Linked DNA regions of Sus scrofa: all the other regions are linked to region 1. A link is a contact called in public HiChIP or PLAC-seq data. All regions are on one chromosome and are shown on one strand. Each heading gives the region's core, a stretch centred on a gene start, on an enhancer-like site or on the middle of the called end of the contact. The rest is flanking DNA. Distances are from core to core; before and after follow the strand shown. Region 1 holds the start of AMZ2 (archaelysin family metallopeptidase 2). Region 2 holds the start of PRKAR1A (protein kinase cAMP-dependent type I regulatory subunit alpha). Region 3 overlaps RGS9 (regulator of G-protein signaling 9).

Region 1 (3,263 bases), core at 402-2,901:
ACTGTTTGGCAGGAAGGCTTCGTTCATCAAACGCCGTTCCCCAGCATCTAACTTCTCGTACTGTGCCACCAGCGCTGGGTTCTTTGAGATGAGAACTGTTTTTAGTGTCTGTTCAGAGTGTCGTACTATTTGCATCTACCAGAAAGACACAAGGAGTCAAATATAAAATGCAGCTCCATACTGGTGACTTTACCTCTCCTCCACATATAGCTCTCATTTCTCCCCAGAGTGGAATGACGGATCAATTGATTGCTAATGCCCTGGAGTGATCACACCCAACTACTGTTTGCTCTCCCCATTTCTAACCCATTTCTTGGGGAGGGTCTCTGAAAGAGAGAGGAGAAAATCATGAAATTCATTCCTCCATCCCTTAGGGAACCTGCTCCTCTTATAACAACCAGTGGTAACCATAAGACACGGCCTGATTCCCCCTTTCCTTCTGTCATTTGGGGAAGAGTAACAATGTTATGAATTGACTCATTACAGCCACATGAAAAGTACTCATCCTTTCTAATGTGACTCAAAGAGGTCCAGGAAGAAACAAAAAGAGAACTAATGCAAACCCTGCCGGCTGATAACACAGATCAGCCCCGTTGAAGTTTACTGTCTCAAGGTCATGTCACCCCAGGAAAGACATCAGGTGACTAATCAAAGGCCAGACTTACAATGACAGGCTGCTTCCATTCACATCATGTTCCTATGAACTGATCTCATCCTTCCGTTTGAATGGGTGAACCAGCTGCCCCGCCACGAGGCTTTTTGAGTGAGGAAAGGAAAAAAACAGATATCATCCACTGGAACCTATATTTTATAACTATCCAGGCTTTTCCAGTTTAATGAAAGACAACTGATGGGAAATTTTAACCTAATGGCTGTTCTGGCTGGACATCTGAATTCTGGGGTTCCAGAGTGAGGAAGAAATTCCAAAACAAAGATCTCTATTGTCAGAGCTCTCCCGGGAGCAGAGAAACCTCGCTGCTCCACAACTGAGCTGAAATCTGACTTCTACAGCACAAAATAGCAAGCAAGATGTGCCCTCCTGTATTTCTACATACCTTTAGGGAGAGGAAGGATCCCATTGAAGTTTTTGCCTCACAAGGACAGGCATGTCGGGGCCTGGTGGGAAACTTGTGTGGGGGGCCTTCACCCTGATAGTAAAAAGGCAGGGTGAACGGTCAGGAGGCCTCCTGTGGCCTCCCAGGTCTGCTCTGGGTGGCGGGGGGGAGGCAGATGGGGGTCACTTCAGTGGGATGGAGGCCTGTAAAGCTGTCCGTGTTCTAACCAGCACGTCCCAGGTGAAGCGGGGCAAGTTGCCTATAGCAACTCGCAGATTGGGCTCGGCCGTGCAAGGGCGACCCGGACCACGGCTGGGGGCGGAGTGGGGATCCCAAGGGGACTCTCGCTTCGCCTTTTCCACCCAAGGAAGGCCCAGCCTAGTTCCCCGGAGACACCCCGCCCCCGCTGTCCTCCCGGCTTCCGCCGCAGGCTGCTCCTCCCACATCCTCATCCCTCCCCACCGACCGCGACAGTCGCCATCCTCTACAGGCAAGAATGCCCGGCTAGGAGGGCCCGGCCCGGCTCTGACGGCTCCCCCGCACTATCCTCACCCCTCCAGGCGTAGACACCGCCCGCCTGCCTCCCGCGGCGGCCCTGCGCGCCCGCTCACCGCACGCGGCGCCGCGCCACGCCCCTTCGACGGACGCCCCGCCCACCACACGCCGCTCGGTTCCGTCGCGCCCCGCCCCGCCCCGCCGCACGGGCCCGTCTCGCGGGAGCCAATCCCGTGGCCGCCACTGTTCTCGCGACCTAGAGCGGAGCAGGGTCACTAGGGGGCGACGGGGCGCCCAGATCCGTCCCCATGCTCGCCCTTTTCGGCCTCGCCCTCGCAGAAGCGCCGCTCCCAGCCTCTAAAGGGCTGGTCTCCTACCATGCTGGGGCGGGGCGGCCGCGTCCCGGGATTTGCTGGTTTGTCAATGTGCTCAGCGGGCCGTGGGTTTGAGAAGCGCCCTCGACGTGACTAGTTCAACCAGGCGGTTCCAAAATAAATCAGCCGTGGCCACAGGCTGACGCACAGCCTCGGCGCGTGCTCCCAGCTGTCGTCACCCTTTATCTGGTGGCAGCCTCTGCAGCCACTGGGGCGTGGGGGTGCAGCGAGTGGCAGGCGGCGCGGAGGCGGTGTCCGAGACCCGTGGCACTAGCAGGATTTCCGCTTCACCCAGGGATGCGTCCCTTGGCCTCTCACGAGTGCTGAAAGGGCCAAAATGCGTGTGCCAAAAAGATGTTGGGAAGAAGAAAGGGGCGCCTTCGGGCTTTGCTACTGAACTGGCCCTGTGGCCTTGGAGACGCAGTTGAACGTCTCTGGGTCTCGAGGTTCACTGTAGAGGATGAGAAGAGAGAGCTCTGATCCGTGAGGCCCCCCTTCAGCCCTGGGAAGTTGAGGGTTCCCATGACCCACTCCTGTTCTGCCCCCTCATGCAACCAGCGCTCATTCGTGTAGATATTAGGACACGCTCAGTACTAGAGAAGGAATGGGGACCCACTCGATCATGTGGGTCTCCAGCTGACTTCCAAACAAGCCCAGCCACCTCCTACACCCTCCTTTGTCTCCAACTCAGTTCATTCTTCCCCAGGTTTATCCCATGCTCACCACCCTGCCTATCCCAGCAGCTCCCTGCAGAGGAACCCTGGGCAAGACCTATTCCTTTCAAACCTGATTCCTCAGACTTCCACCTTTTTACATGGATTCTCTTCCAACATCTCAACTTAAAGGACACCCAGCTTTCTTCCCAGGGCATCACTTCTCTCCCAACCTTCACTCAGAAATACTCCTAAATTCGGTTTTTCATTTCCAAGCCGCTGTCCTACCCCTGCAAAGCAATCTCTGTTCTGCTGAAGTTCAGGCCATTTTACCAGACTCGAGTTTTTCTTCATCCTAATTTCCCTTCCCTTTCTTCAGAAAAGACACACACACACTTTTTTTCTTTTCTTTTATTTTCGGGGCTGCACCTCTGGCATATGAAAGTTCCCAGACTGGAGATCAAATTAGAGCTGCAGCTGCTGGCCTGTGCCAGATTCTTAGCCCACTGATCGGGGCCAGGGATTGAGCCCACATCCTCATGGATGTAGTCAGGTTCTTAACCCACTGAGCCACAAGAGGAACTCCATACACACATTTTCTTGATGGCTTCAGCCCTTGTCTGATTGTCTTCTCCACCTTTAAACCCCTGTTGACTCTCCTTTGAGGACCTGGACTTCATAAATGT
Region 2 (3,263 bases), core at 349-2,848, 210 kb before region 1:
CAGACAGCCAGACTGAGAATCCACTTCAATAGAATTTTCTGCATTTGAAAAAATACTGAAAACCCCCAAGAACAATGATAAATCACATCTTTTTATGCTTCAAAACATTCAGGCATGTTTCAGGAATATCAATACATGTATTCATGTATTCATTTAACCAGACAAATCACTCAGATCAAGTCTGTAGTAGAAATGAGAGAACTGGGTCTAAGAGGTGAAATGGGTTTTTTGTTCGCAATGTATTAAAAAGACCAAAAAGACGACATTGGAAATAAGATCACATATTAACAAAAATGTCCCAGGATTTATGCCGTCTCCGTGTGAAGCCCTGAATATCCATAATTTATGGTCTTAATACTTTTAATTGAATACAACCTACATTAATTCTGTACTTGTACTTAATTTTAAGAGCCTAACAATTTAGCTTTAGCTTCCCTCGCCATCCAATTATTGCACTGCTTTAAAACGTGCACTGCATCGTCTCTACAAATCAGAACACACTCAGATTCTTTCTTTTCAAAATTCGGTTGTGATAAAACGCAGCTTCAAAACGATTACGTGCGAGGAAATATTGATAACGCTCTGAGAAACTTGCTGATTCAGACCGCAGACCCTCAGACCAGCCAGGAACACCTCCTTGGGGTCATCCCGAGGGAGTGTTAGCTTTCCTTCCTCTGAGAAAAACACCAACCTCCTAGGAACCTCTCAAGTAGTTAAGTCTTTTGGCATCGCGTCTGCACTGAGCTGGAGGGGTTAATAGGTACCGCATATTTTTCGAGAGGAAGGACAGGAAAAGTGCCCTTCTCTTATGCCACAGTCATGGCCACAAAATGAAGAGGCCGACCCTTCATCCTACGCTAGTCGGAAGGCCACAGTGGTGGCAAGGAGATCTCGGGGGGGGGGGGGGAGCGACGGGGGGGAATCGGGAAAGGGAGGGAGGTGAAAGGGGACAAAAGGAAATTCAGGAGCCAGGCCAGCATCATCGTGGGGGCGGTAATCTCAGAAAGGAGAGGAAAAGCGATTGCGGGAGATGACAAGGAAGAGAACGGGGAAGAGGAAAACAAGAGCTGCCTAGTCTCAAGACAGGCCAGAAACGGTGGAGGGGACGCGCGGGGGCGGGGGGGGGACGACGGCGGATTCCGGGGAAATCAAGCCGTTGTCCTTCAGGAAATGGGGGAGGGCGAGCGCGAAGGCCGCGGCGCGCGGGGGCGGAGGCGGCGGGGGCGCGATGGCCGCCGAGGCCCGGGGGCCCGAAGGCCGCGGAGTGGGGGAGTGAGCGGGAGCAGGGTGGCTGGGAAGCCCTGCTCCGGAGCAGACGCCCGGGAGGCCTTGGAGGTGCAGACTCCCGGCCGGGGGCGCGGCCCCGGGCGCGAGGCCTGCGGGGAGGCGCCCGCCGGGGAGGGGCAGGGGGTGCGGCCGTCCCCCTGCAGGTCGCTCCCCGTGACGCCATCTTGGATCGGTCCAGCGCCCCCAAACGGGCGGCGGGGCGGCGAAGCTGGCCGCACTGAGGCCCTCCGCCGACCCCACTCACCTGGGGACAGACGGCGGCGGGCACGGGATTACCGGTGTGAGGTGACGGCTTGCTGAGCTCCCTCAGCGTTTCCCTCCCAGCCCGGCTGCACACAGCGATAGCGGCTCCGCGGCGACTCCACCGGAAACGGCTAGCCACAGCCAATCAACGCCCGGCTGCTGACGTCAATGCGCCTCGCTCTGGCCAGAGCCGTTGCCTTGGCAACCTTAAAGGTGCAGCGGGGCCCCGTCCGCCCCCGCCGCTCCTTGAAGGACCCTCGCCTCTCCTCTCTAGGAGCGTTCCTTTTCTGCTTTTTTGTCTTACATCGTCCCTCATCTGCACCCTTTCCCCACGCTTGCCTTTTGTCTCTCCCCCACTCTCTCTAGCCTGGGGCTCTCCTCCTCTGTTCACCTGCCGCCCCTTACCTGTTCCTCTCTGGACGCCTCAGGTCCCCTTTATTCTTCTGCTCTTCGCTCCTTCTCTGAGCGACTATCGGGAGCTCCCCTCTCCTCCTCCTCTTCTCTCTTCTCCTCCCACCCTCACTCCTACCTCCCTCGCCGCCTCGGCCTTTTCTCCCTCCCCTCAACCCCCTTCCCCCACCCAGGCCAGCCCACTTAGGGAGTCTCGGATGACAGGTGGGCGACTCCGCCCAGTGGCCCCTGCCGGAGGGGGACGTTGGGCGGGGGAGGGGAGATTCCAGCCGTTTCCAGGCCCAGGAGGAGGTGGCCGCCCCCGGCGGATCCGCAGCAGCTGCGCCACTGGCCAAACGCGGGCGGATGCCGAGATGCGCACGCCCCGCCGCGCATCCTGTGCTCCGCCAGCACCGCGCGGGCCTCCGGCCTCCGGCCCGCCATCCGGTCCAGGAAATCTGAGCCCCGCCAACTGTCTGCTTGGCAGATAGGACTGCTCTCCCCTCCCGGGGTGCTGTCGTCAGTGGAGGCCACCCAGGCCCCATGGGCACAAAATGCTGGAAAGGACTTTGTCAAGGTCCAAGAGAGGCCTGAGTCTTTCTAGAACCTGAAATGCCCCCCATCCTCGCACCTGACCCCGCACGGTGAGAAGTACAAAAGTGCAGATGGGCACAAACCCTCCATGACCACACAAGAAATCTCAACTGCCCGCAAAAACTGCATTAATCAGGGATGAAGGAGGAAGAAGTGGGGGAACGGCTTCTTTGCTGCTTCGGCCATTTTTTTTTCCATCACTGAATCTGTCCGTGGATAAAGGGGGTGCAGGGGACAGTTTCAGACATATAAAATCGCCAGATGAATAAAGGAGGCCCTTGGAACACATGTATCCTCGTGTCTGGCTGGTACCTGTTGTACTCGGGTTATATACTCTAGGATGTATGTATAAAATATACCATGGGTTTAACACAATACCCCCCCAAAAAAAACCTCTCATAAATATCTCATTAATAATTTGTATACTGATTCCAGGTCAAAATCATAATAATTTTGGATACATTATTATGAAATATTTTAGAGTTAATTTCGCCTTTTTTAACATTTTTAACGTAGCTATTAGGAAAATTTTAATTACCTATGTGGCTCATATCAGTATTTCTGTTCGACATCACAGTCTTAGCAGGCCGACTTCTTCCCTCCAGCTACCAGCATGACAGGGCTCCTGCTTAGCAGAGTATCTCTTTTATTTAGTTGTGGTTATCCTCTGCTTTCTGAAAGTCAAAAGAAGCACAGGCAACATCGGAAGGGCCAGATTAGGCGGTAAGAGAGGAAGGTAGGAGGGAAGT
Region 3 (3,263 bases), core at 361-2,860, 160 kb after region 1:
TTTTGGGGAGCCGTACTCAGCCAGTTTCCTCCGTCCTTATACCCGCTCGTACGTCTGCCCTGGTTGGAGGCAGAGAGAGGAAGGTACACAGGGATTTCAACCTCCCTGCCTGGTCCATCACCAGCTGGTGAGAACAGCGCTGTTTACTCTGGTGGCCGGTGAAAGGTAGAAATATGGCTTAAGCACCGTGCTTGGCAGAGCCCTCAGCCTGGAGCCTTCTGTGAGTGACAGCCCCACTCCCACCAACTGGGCACAAACAGCGTTCTTCCTGTGGCTCCTTTGTGACCAGTCGTGGCTGGAGTTGGGGTGGCGCTCAGAGGGTGGCCTGTGGACAATGCCCCGAGGGTCAGGGCTCGAGGAAGACCCACAGCAGCAGTGTTGTCAGCGTCTCTGTTTCGTAGCTGAGGAGGCAGGTGGAAGGTGTAGGCAGCTCCTCCAGGACACACGTCTCGGGACTGGGAAAGCCAGGTTTGAACCTCAGCTGCAGGTGCCTGAGCCCGCTCCGTACCCCACTTGTGTGTCCTAATGTCCCTGATTCGGCCTCTGGAAACTGTTGGATGTCACTCAGTTCTCACGGCAGCTTGATAAGAGAAGGCATATCGGTTCCATTTAAAATTTTTATTTGTGTATTTATTTATTTATTCATTCATTCATTCCCAGGCTAGGGGTCGACTCGGAGCTGTAGCCACTGGCCTATACCGTAGCTCATGGTAACGCCGGATCCTTAACCCATTGATCAAGGCCAGGGATCGAACCTGCATCCTCATGGATACTAGTCAGGTTCTTAACTCACTGAGCCACAATGGGAACTCCCCAGTTCTGTGTTTCAGGGGACAAAACGGAAACAGAGAGAGGGAGCCGATGGCCCGGGCTGGGCTGGCCAGGGGTCCCTTAGCTTCTCCTTTACACACCTCCCCTCCCAGACCGCGTCCTCGGCTCTTGCACTCCGTGCTCGTGCTCGATTTCCTGGCAGGGGACATGTCCTCACATGCCCAGCAGGCCCCACACATGGCGTTATGTCTTTGTTGTCCTAAAAAAAACCCTGACTACGGCTTTTGGGACCCGCAGCCCTGCATTTTCAAGTTGCCCTGAGCTCTGGAAGCCGTGGGGTCAGTCCCACCTCCACCTGATCAGGAAGGAGGACGTGGCAGGACAGAGACTTACTTTGATGACCACAGCCCGGAATTCTTGTCTCCGTGGACAGCCGCCCCCCCCCCCCCCCCCCCCGCCGCCACACAACCCCCGCTTTTCCTGTCAGCTCTCTGCACTGACCACTCAGCACGCAATTTCCGGGTCTCTGGCTTTTGACCCCCTCTCTGCTCCCAGCCCCAGTTCCTCGTGGTCCTCCCCGCCTTGCCTTTCACCCTGGGGCTGGCCCGGCCCTTGCCTGCGCATCCGCAGAGGTTCCTGGCCACCCGTTCTCAGGGCCCCTCCTTGCTCCTCTCCTGGGCTCCCGCGCTCCTGTCCGTAGTAACCCCTGGGGTCTCACAGGGCACAGCCCTGACCCCCTCGTGCCCTGTAACAATTGCCTGCAGCCTGCATCCGGGGCTCAGGGCTGGCCAGCTGGTCACCACAGAGCTGTGCAAACAAGCGCTGGATGTGTCCCTATTTGGGCAACGCTGCAAGTGAAAAATAATAAGTTAGAATCCCAGGAATGCAGAGTATTTGAAGATCCCTTAGGGAGAGTGCTCCTTCTGCAGCAAAGTGTGTCACTGGGGCGAAGGACAAGGAAGTGACTTTCCTCCAGGAGCGCCAAGCGCTGAGAAAGTTGGGGCTTGTGCGTGAAAGCTAGGGCGAAAGGAAGGTTTCTTTCTCATTTCAGCATTCCTCGAGTTGCTTAGAAATGTGCGTGGGCATGTTTTTAGTAACTTTGCTTTACTGTTTCTTAGGGCTTTTGGCTGAGTAATAAGATTATCAAGAGTCGGTCTGTGAGATCTAACAAATACAATACAGGGTGCCCTGTTAAATTTAAATTTCAGATAACAGGGAATCAATCTTGTTGGTATGAATATGTCCCCAGTGTTGCACAGGCATCCTGTATTTTTTCTTGCAACTGGGCTGAAGCATCTTCTCAGCAGCATATGAACCTTCATCCATAGCCAGGGTGCACTGGGTCCCTGCTCTATGCCAGTCTTTTAGGTCCTGTTATGTCACTCAGTCCCCCCATTTTCTATTTCATTTTACAAGTGAGAAAACACAAGCTCTGAGATACTAAATAACTCATCCAAAGTCCTGTGGCCTATAAGTGACAAAACCACAATTTTGACCTTTCTGACCCCAAAATCAGAAAAAAAAAATACTTTTTTTTTTTTTTGGTCACGCCCAGGGCATATGGAAGATCCCTGGCCAGGCCAGGGATAGAATTCAAGCTGCAGCTGCGACTGTGCCACAGCTTTGGTAACTCCGGATCCTTTAACCCACTGAGCAAGGCCGGGGATTTGAACCTACATCTCTGCAGTGACCCGAGCCCCTGCACTCGGGTTCTTAACCCACTGTACCACAGCAGGAACTCCTCAATACTCTTTCCTAAAACTACCCTGACTCCATCACATTCTCTCTCTGTCTTTCAGAAAAGCCCAGAACCCTCTCCCCCACTGCCCAGATACACATACACGCACACTCCTAAAAGGACAGAGACACCCTGTTTGTCAGTCTATGGGAAGCAGGTCTCATGAACAGCCATTTTTAAAGCTAGAAATAAATGCTAAAATCCATGTGGACAATCCAGGATGCTCTAGGGCAAGCTCCTAGACCCAACCCAATCCGCTGCAGCCTGATTCCCAGAAGGCAGCTGATAATTTTGAAAATCAGAAAACCAACTCAGAGCTCTAGAAAGATAATAAAGTCAAGAAGTGAAATAAAACATAAAACGTAAAAAAAACCTGAAGCCTGAGTTCATGGCCCCAGAAATAAACATCTCAGGTCAAAGTCAGACCACACCAGACAGACCTGCAGTGAGTGTGCGGGCGGCTGGTTTGCAAGGACAGCGCCCCGTGGAGCCCAGAGCAGGTGCGACAGACTGAGAGGCTGTTTGTCCGCTTAGGATCCCCCTAGTTGGAGAGCACTGGTCCACAGGAATTTTCGTCTGGGGGCCTGGGCGCTTGGAAGGAGGGTGTCTATGGAGCCGCCCGCTGGGCACAGGCCCAGGGCAATTGCAGCCTTTGCCCTCAGTAGTGTTTCCCCCGCTGAGCTTTGTGGAGATATTATGGGCATACGGCATAGGCAAGTTCAAGGTGCACAGTGTAGGATCAGATGCTGGCATA

Evidence for each region. HiChIP or PLAC-seq counts read pairs in DNA pulled down with a chosen protein or histone mark.
Region 2: an H3K27ac HiChIP or PLAC-seq map of alveolar macrophages shows a contact between it and region 1. The contact joins the promoter of PRKAR1A here to the promoter of AMZ2 in region 1. A contact is called at or near these places in 1 of 5 promoter capture datasets (fetal skeletal muscle), 2 of 47 Hi-C or Micro-C datasets (liver and skeletal muscle) and 1 of 2 datasets of contacts at active chromatin or transcription factors (alveolar macrophages).
Region 3: an H3K27ac HiChIP or PLAC-seq map of alveolar macrophages shows a contact between it and region 1. The contact joins the enhancer-like site here to the promoter of AMZ2 in region 1. A contact is called at or near these places in 2 of 5 promoter capture datasets (fetal skeletal muscle and skeletal muscle), 10 of 47 Hi-C or Micro-C datasets (embryonic fibroblasts, fetal heart ventricle, fetal skeletal muscle and 4 more) and 1 of 2 datasets of contacts at active chromatin or transcription factors (alveolar macrophages).

The regions. Positions count from the first base shown.
Region 1 is chr12:11,893,360-11,896,622 of Sscrofa11.1, forward strand. It overlaps AMZ2 (archaelysin family metallopeptidase 2), which reads right to left and starts at 1,652. Exons shown (of 9, transcript NM_001243604.1): 1 at 1,608-1,652; 2 at 1,056-1,148; 3 at 666-755; 4 at 1-135. The coding sequence starts at 135.
Region 2 is chr12:11,679,111-11,682,373 of Sscrofa11.1, forward strand. PRKAR1A (protein kinase cAMP-dependent type I regulatory subunit alpha) reads right to left here and starts at 1,599. Exons shown (of 11, transcript NM_214026.1): 1 at 1,532-1,599.
Region 3 is chr12:12,049,476-12,052,738 of Sscrofa11.1, forward strand. The region is part of intron 9 of RGS9 (regulator of G-protein signaling 9); the gene reads left to right. Among named protein-coding and RNA genes, the nearest start is that of RGS9, 36 kb to the left of the region's middle. Within about 2 kb of position 1,611, at least 31 of the 83 cell types and tissues checked have an H3K27ac peak or open chromatin away from gene starts, as enhancers often do. A contact at or near this core is called in alveolar macrophages, retroperitoneal adipose tissue and subcutaneous adipose tissue, where this site is marked.